2 separate regions of the Cricetulus griseus genome follow, and region 2 is linked to region 1. The links are chromatin contacts, called in public Hi-C maps. All regions are on one chromosome and are shown on one strand. The core of a region is the stretch at or near the end of the contact, and the rest is flanking DNA. Distances in the headings are between cores, read along the strand shown.

Region 1 (4,185 bases), core at 674-3,173:
ATTACCTGTCATTCTTTATCATTTATTTAATTTCAACAAAAAGGCTGGGGTGTTAGGTTTCAAACCTGGGACAAAAGGCTGAGGTGCCTATTTAACACATCAAAGCAGACCTGGCTGCCACATTCTCCCTGCATCCTCCAGTCCCTCCCTGTTGCAGCACCCTCCTAGCTGGCATAACACCCCCCCACACACACACACACACACACTGAACTTTCCAGCCCAGGGGGCTGGGCTGCCCTTCCCTACATAATCCAACCACTTTGCTTGCCTGATCTCTTTGTACATTTGGGCCTTCTGGCTGCTGCACCTGCCTCCTCCCTCCCCTCCCTTTCCCTCCCCCTCTCCTCACAAGGCACAGCTCAGTCTGGTCATGTCCACTCTGGACTTTCCCAGAGGTCTCTGCCTCTGGCTACTCTCCCACATGTATCTACAATAAAACCTTGTCCTGCATCATACCTAGGAGCAGCTCTGTTCCTTTTTTTTTCCTCTTTATTTCTCTTTTTCTCATTCACTCACCTGCCCTACATCAAATGAAGAAACTACTGGAGACAGAACTACAGCTCCACCCTCATGGAGTCCAAGCTAGAAGGCAACTGGGCAAAATCTTAAAATATTTTTTTTTGTTATTTTTTTCTTGAATTTTAAATTCCATGGTCCATGGCATGGTGGTTAACGGATAATGGTTATTATCTGATACACACACACACACACACACACACACACACACACACACACACACACACTGGCAGTCTCAAGCCCTGGCTCCACGTTTCACGGTATGCTTTTTTTTTTCCCTTCTGTTGGGCTGAGAGCCATTTGTGGAATTCTGATCAAATGTAACTGATGCCCAAGAATGTCTCCAGATGTGAATCAGGGTTGCCACCCCCAAATTGACATCAGATTGATTTGTACACTAACTGTGTGTTCTGCATATGGTCACTGCCATCACTAAATTTCAGGAAGTGCTCAGAGGTTGGTTGCATACATCCTGCTTTCTTAATGCAATGACCTGTGGGAGTATTTAGCCACCAGCTCACTGTGCATGAAAGGTGTGTAAAGGTGAGGAAGGGAGACAGCCTTGCCACAAAGCAGATGGCATGCTAAATCTCCACCTTTTGAAGTAAGGAATGGAGTATGGGGAGGTTTGGAGGGAGGGAGGAAAGGGAAGGGAAGAGAGAAATTATATAACTATACTACAATCTCAAAAGCTTTAGAAAGAAAGAAAATTTAAAAAGAAGAGACCATATGAGAGGCTCTGGAGGAAAGAAAGGGAAGAGAAAAATGATGCAATTATATTATAACCCCCAAATTAAAAGAAGAAAAGTAGTGAAAAGCTAAGAGAGGTGTTAGCTCAGCCTCACAGTGTTTTAACAAATTCCTTAGGAAGGGAAGGCAGGATGGTTTAGCATCAGTTCTATAGTCAGCAGCCCTGCATGACCAAGCTTGGATGCGCATCACAGGTCAGACCACAGAAAGAGACAGAAGCCAAGGTCCCACAATACCTTCAAGGGTGCACTCTAGGGGCCTATGGGACTCACATTAGACCCCACCTCCAAGTACCTCCCAATACAACCAGGCTGGGACCAAACCTTAAACACACTGTCTTGAGGATACACCTGCCATATTCACACCCTATCAAGAGGCACAGGGATCATCCATGCTAGGACTGTTATTTTACTTAAGATTGTCTTTAAGGGGACAATTTACATTGGATAGTTGCTTAGAGACGAGTCACTGACTCTGCCAAGTTGAGCACTGGCAGGCTTTAAGAGCCTTCAGTGAGTTCTCAAGGGATGAAATGGGGTGAACTCAAAAAAGGGCACAAGAGACAGGGGCCTTCCACACAGGCTGGATGCAGATGGACTTGGGCCTGGTCTTTGGGAATATCCTTTTGGGGGAAGCAAACTAAATGTGTGATGAACTAGATGAGAGCTGTGAAAGGAAGAGATGAGTCAAGCATGACTTCAGTGCTGGGCAGCTGCAGCCCCACCCAAGCTTATCAGGGCTGCTTTCCAAACAAAGGGTCATTTCGTTCAGCAACTCTTCCAAGAGAAGGATCTCCCACCACTTATCCCTGGGCTCCACGCCCCCGCCAGCCCTGGGGGGGGGGCAGCTGACTGAGAGAGGGAGTCAGGCTATCCTGGCAGGAAGACATTCAAAGGGAACCTTTTCCTAGAATTGTAACAGCAAGCTGCTAAAAATGAGGCCCGAGTTTACAGGGCACATACTGGAAATGAAGGCTATTAATAGATCTGTGCAGGCTGGCTGCCATACTAGACAGGCTGGGACGCAGGAGCCCGCCCTACAGTGTCCACAAGTGTGGAACAAAACCAGTGCTGCTAAGTGGGCCAGGGAAAGAAAATTATTTCACAGATGCCTTAAGAATGCAAGAAGGGTTTGTAATCATTTTTCTGTACATGGTAGCTCAGAGCTGTGAGCCAGAGTGCTCACATTTAAGACACACACACACACACACACACACACACACACACACACACACACACACACACACACACGAATGTTGTTCAGGGAGGAGCAGATGAGTCAGAGCCTTCTGCCCCAGCACTTTCTGACACTTGTGTAGGCAGGGCCTAGAGGACCATACACATCAGGGCAGCATCCCCAAAAACCATGTGCTGCTGGAACAAAGCAGAAACCAGGAAGCAGGAAAAAGTCCCTGAAAAACGGCCGATTTCTGTTCAGGAGGAAAGCCCACCCCACCCCCACAGAGAACCATCCAAACCGGTATTTTCAATTATGTTCCTTCTACAGTCAGTGCTTTGGGAAAATGTAGGCGTTATAGGATACCCATCCCACTTTGACCAGCTGACTTGGGCAAGCAGAACTAGTCTTTTTGAGACAAGATGAGTTTCCCATCAGTAAAATGGGCCTAAGTGAGAACCAAATGGAATGACATGTGCTTGGTCTGTCATTTGCCGGAAATGTGAGTTTGCCTCTCCAAATGCTGACAAAAGAGGGACACAGGGAACTCACAGCCTAATTATTTTATTTGTTCACTGGTTTGTTTTTCATAATTTGTATAATTTGGACATGGGAAAGGAGATGGGAACCACAACCTATCTGGCTGTTCTCTTGAACACTTGTTCTCAAGCCCCTTGTGATAGTAGGCAAAGGGATGTGAGGCCTGGCCACAGGCCCAGCAGGTTGAGGGTGGATGTGCAGATCCCAGGGAGGAAGCCAGTTGTATTTGACAGATCTCTTCCCATGAGCAGACAGATGAACCGATGACAAAGGAAATAGTATCAGATGTGTTAGGCAGCTGCTCCTTTCTGCCCAGTCAGTGCTTTCAGACACCCTAAGCCAGCTCTGGCCATCAGAGAGAGCTCTTTGTGAGTCACACACCCAGGAAGCTATTTCTCATTTTTAGAGGCATATCAGAAGTATGTGTCTCCAGTGGGTTTGAGAGAACTTAATGTTTCAGTCTCTGCGGCTGTTGAATGAGCATGCCGTGACACAGGTTTGGGTAATGAAAACTGGCAAACAAACTAGACTCTGCCTGGTGTTCCTCAGCACCTGCTCCTTCCATGTCCCCTTCAAGGGAAGAGTAGAGCTCAGAAATGATGTCCTCAACATTGTCTTCTCCTGTTTCTCCTCCCTTTAAAGCAGTTGAGTGAGCATATGGCTCCATGTGTGCAACCGGAAGGCACTCAATAAATGTTTCTGGATTAAACATACCTTCTTAGATCAGAGGTTCTCTCTCCCTACCTTCCCCACCTTCCCTGCCCTCCACACTCAATATGCCCCCAATGTCTCCTGAGGAGGCCCAGGACTCAGGGCCAGCCTTCTGGCGAGGTCACACCTGCACATTCAAGTCATATTTGTCCTCACTAAGTAGGTCTTACTGCTATGAGCTGCAGTTCTATTCCGTCTAGCTAGTACATGTATTTGAACTTTAAAAAAAAAAATCTGGCTTTATTGTACTGTCAGTACTTTATTGCACTGTCTTGAAACCCTTTCCTCCTTCCTCCCTTCTTTGTCTTCCTTTCCTTTAAGACCCTTGTCTCCTGGGAGGATGTGATGAGGCTCTGGCCAGGCTCCCTCAAGGACTTGGAAAGAGGTCTTCAGAGGGCTCTTAGCCCCACTGGCTTCCAGCAAATGCCCAGGAATGTCTGCCAGTTCTCCTGGTTCATCTCTGTCTTGTACCTTAACAGAAGTCCGCCATAC
Region 2 (4,185 bases), core at 791-3,290, 470 kb before region 1:
TCTCTCCTGCCTAGGTCTAATTCCTTGCATTAGCAAAGGCTACTTGCCACTAACACATTCTCTCTCTCTCTCTCTCTCTCTCTCTCTTTCATCTCTCTCTCTTTCATCTCTCTCTCTCTCCTTTTATATGAATTCAGAACGAAATATTTAAAATATTGTGATGCTGTCTAAGCAAAACAAAATCTTTCAGTCAGTGACCAAAGCCATCACCCTCACCCATAGAAGCCCAGTATCTGTCTGCAGGGAGAAAAATCAGTTCTGTGATACTAGAATCCTCACAGCTACAGCTGGCCTTCCATCCTTGCTTTTTTTTTTTTTTAACTACATCAGGTTAACTAACACTAATTGTCCACTACTGCACCTGAGCAGAGCACCCATTTAATGTGATTTATGTCATCATCAGCCCATGGACTCTCCCCTGCTGACAAGTGGAACAGACCTCACCCGTTTAGCTCAAACCTGGCTCTATGGTGTAGCTAACCTTAAGCAGAGTTTGAAGTTCACAGGCTCTTTACAGGAATAAGGATATGAACATTTGCTGTCAACAGTAACTCAGGCCCCAGGCCTAGGTCACTGGGCATAAAGCTTGGCTGCTTTGTGCATTTGTGGTTCTAATTCAAGGGTTTTTGTTTTGTTTTTTTTCTTTTCTTGTTTGCTTTTGTTTTTCAACCACAATGAATTACTACTAAATTTTTAAATAGATATCAAGAACTCATTTTAGCAGGTTATCTTGTGTGTTATAATTACTTGTAAATAAATACTTAAATATCCTTTCACATTCCCAGTTGTCCTGTGGTTTTGTGCTCTCTCAATGATATTAGATCTCTAACAAACCATGTGTTTTGCTAGAAATTAGGTGGCAAGGGAAAGAAGATTTCTTGCTCTATAAAGCAGGTGACTGAATATAAACAAACCCACTAAGAAGACGACAATTCAAACTCCAGCTCTGATCCGCCTGGGGGAAAATCTAATGGATTTTGGTGTTTTCCTGTCTCCTGAAGATTCAGTTTCCTTCATATAAGGATTCATACAAACTCCTTTGTGTGTTTGACATTTAAATCAGTGCCTGTTGGAAGGAGAAAGGGAATCGTTGAAATTAGCCCAGGAAGTCTGCGTGTTTCCTTTTCCCTCACCCACACACTCCTGTTTTCTCATCCTCAGATTAAGAAGTTATGCTGCCTGACAATGCACTTTTCTCTTACAAGTCTCGACACCATCGGTGCTATTCTCTTTTATCTATTTTCTTCCAGCACCTGTTAGAAAAAAAAGTCAGTAGTCTTCGGGGGGGCGTTATTTCTATGGTTTTGTTGGGAAGGGAAGGGATAACACTGAAATTAACAAGAGTTGTCTACGGATATGGCGAAAACTGCTGTTTTAAAATGAGTCACATCGGAGCATTTTTTTAGACCTATCCCTGTATTCAAATGCAAGTGATTGGCTGACTACTGGACTGTCTAAGCTGTCAGTCAAGTAGCTGGCAAAGTAACCCTTTTGCATCTTTTACTTAAAACCAGGAAAGTGGCGGGGATCAGGGGTCGGGAGGGGTGTTGAAAACTCCTACCAAAGAAAACACCACTAAATTAAAACAAATACTTTTAAAGAAATGTCTGTAGAGATTCACATTTTTTTTTCTTTTACTAAAGCACCATGTGTCTTAAAGGGAGGAAGTCTTGTTCACATGTCTTCATGAGAGATTTCCGTGCTTCTTCCAGAGCTTGCCTATTGTGGGAGTCTGCCCAAGCCTTCCCTTTTAATCATTGCTCTCTTCCAGTTCCTGGGATAGGCTGCTAGGCATTCCTTTCAAGCGGCTAACGCAAGACCAGCGAGTTAACTTTTCGGTGCGCGGTCCTAGAGCTGGCCAGACCTGCCTCAGCGGGCTGATGGGCGCCTTAACCTCCCTTGTACAAAAAATCGGGGCCATCATGGGTCCGTGTGCAAATAAACCCCCTCGAAGTGCTACTTCCAAATATAGGCTCTCCGGTCACCAAAGGCTCCACGGTCCCGTGGGCGGCCCTTACTTCCCGCCCACCCCGCGCCCGACAAGGCCCACATCTGGAAGCCAAGTCGTTCGCGGTCTGCTCGCCGGAACGCCTTCCCGCAATGCTCAAGAACTGAAATTTCCTCTTTGAAAACATTTAATGTATTTTGAGCCTCCACTGAAATGCCTTGAATAGCCCACTTTCAACCAGAATTTAGTCTGACAACAGATTCTTCCTCTGTTCACAGCTGTCCCAGAAGGAGGAGCTGAAATCCGAACCTCTCAGCTGTGATTGGATGCTTCTAGTAAAAACCAGGGAGAAAACCCCACCCAGCCCTGAAGAGCTCAGTCGGGCAGGGAGCCGGGTGACTTCAGAGGCGCCCGCTTGTCCCACGCCGCACCTGAGCCGCCGCGATGCTGTAGGACCGCCGCCTGGACCGTTATCCGCCCGCGCCCGCCTGCCGCCACCATGCCGCGTTCCTTCCTGGTCAAGAAACATTTCAACGCCTCCAAGAAGCCCAACTACAGCGAACTGGACACACACACAGGTAAAAATACGCTCTGCAAATCTGCGCGATTGAACCGCGGTTCCACGGCTTTACTCTGCACACATTGGGCTGCTTTCCTTTAAATGTTGTCCTGAAACAGTGCTTTCAGTCTCTGGATCACTTAGAGTAAGTTTTAATTCAAATCTTTTGAGCGTTTTCCTTACAAGGAAAGCCTCCTTCCGGTAGTGCGGTGTGGTTCTCACTGTATAATGAGTGCTCTGCAATGAGCACACCCTTCCCCCGAGGCTGAGCTGTTACCTTGGGGAGCCAGGAACTGCAAAGCAGCTGGATTCCTGCATGCCATTGCCCCCACAGTAGAAGAGCCCATGCATGAAATGGAAAGCAACTCTACAGAAAGTTTTACAATCGTGTCTAGCTCTTCTTTATAAATGAGTACTGTAAGGCTCGTCCAGAATCCCCGATAGGAAGAGCCAGGGTAACTGTCAGCTTGCACAAGGACATTAAGCCCGGATGAAAGGAATGTTTCGTCATTCTGTGTATCCTTGTGAGGGAGTCTGTCTTCACTATGGAGTCTTGTGTGTATTGTTATGTGCTGTCTCAGACGGTGTACGTGTATTTTAAAAAGTATTTTTGCCTTAATTTTCTCTCCTTTTTCTCAATTTCTTTCTCCTAGTGATCATTTCCCCGTACCTCTATGAGAGCTACCCCATGCCTGTCATACCAAAACCAGAGATCCTCAGCTCAGGAGCATACAGCCCTATTACTGTGTGGACATCGGCAGCTCCATTCCACTCCCCTCTGCCCAGTGGCCTTTCTCCTCTTGCTGGATACTCCTCACCCTTGGGGCGAGTAAGCCCCCCTCCTCCATCTGATACTTCATCCAAGGACCACAGTGGTTCAGAGAGTCCCATTAGTGATGAAGAGGAAAGACTGCAAGCCAAGCTCTCAGACCCCCATGCCATTGAAGCTGAGAAGTTTCAGTGCAATTTGTGTAATAAGACCTACTCTACTTTCTCTGGGCTGGCCAAACATAAGCAGCTGCATTGTGATGCCCAGTCTAGGAAATCTTTCAGCTGCAAGTACTGTGACAAGGAATATGTGAGCCTGGGTGCCCTTAAGATGCACATTCGGACCCACACATTGCCTTGTGTCTGCAAGATCTGTGGCAAGGCTTTCTCCAGACCCTGGCTGCTTCAAGGACACATTAGAACTCACACAGGTAAGAGGAATATGTAGCAAACAATGCCTCTCAGCTCAAACAATTGTGTGTTGGGGCTGTCTGTGGGGTGCCTTGACATAGTGACAGGGGGTGCTTTTCATGAGGTGAACCACTGGTAGCTGCTTCCTGGCTGTTCAAAAGCTTGTTAGAGTAGCAGGTACTCCATTCCTTGCTAACAGCTTCGGCTCCTGAAACTGTAAACAGCATTTAGACTTTGGAAAGTACATGTAGAGGTTTGGTCTCAAAGATCAGTTAGAAAGCAGGAGTGAGGCACTGGATGTGTATTCTGCAGAACTGCCTCCGGTAGTCAGCAAATACAAATGCCTGGATCCTAGTGTTGATTGGATAAACAATCAGAGGGGTTTCCCATAGTTTTTTGGCTCTGTCTACACTGTGAAATGTGTCAACTCTTGACTCATTAAGTAGTAGATGGAACTCAATTTGATCTAGTTTTTTGATTTGCTTTTTGTTTTGGGTTT

Evidence for each region. Hi-C and Micro-C count contacts between places; a contact is called where the count stands out from the background.
Region 2: a contact with region 1 is called in a Hi-C map of the CHO-K1 cell line, with 2.7 times the contacts expected there. The contact joins the promoter of Snai2 here to the enhancer-like site in region 1. A contact is called at or near these places in 2 of 8 Hi-C or Micro-C datasets (the CHL-YN cell line and the CHO-K1 cell line).

Annotation. Positions count from the first base shown.
Region 1 is chr4:74,276,964-74,281,148 of CriGri-PICRH-1.0, reverse strand. LOC118238808 (a long non-coding RNA gene) reads left to right here. Exons shown (of 2, transcript XR_004769997.1): 2 at 1-455. Among named protein-coding and RNA genes, the nearest start is that of Efcab1, 300 kb to the left of the region's middle. Within about 2 kb of position 1,923, at least 2 of the 6 cell types and tissues checked have open chromatin away from gene starts, as enhancers often do. A contact at or near this core is called in the CHO-K1 cell line, where this site is marked.
Region 2 is chr4:74,750,806-74,754,990 of CriGri-PICRH-1.0, reverse strand. Snai2 (zinc finger protein SNAI2) reads left to right here and starts at 2,040. Exons shown (of 3, transcript XM_035444768.1): 1 at 2,040-2,526; 2 at 3,161-3,706. The coding sequence starts at 2,448. It overlaps LOC100772567 (vomeronasal type-2 receptor 116-like), which reads left to right. Exons shown (of 9, transcript XM_027413392.1): 9 at 1,772-2,129. The coding sequence ends at 2,129.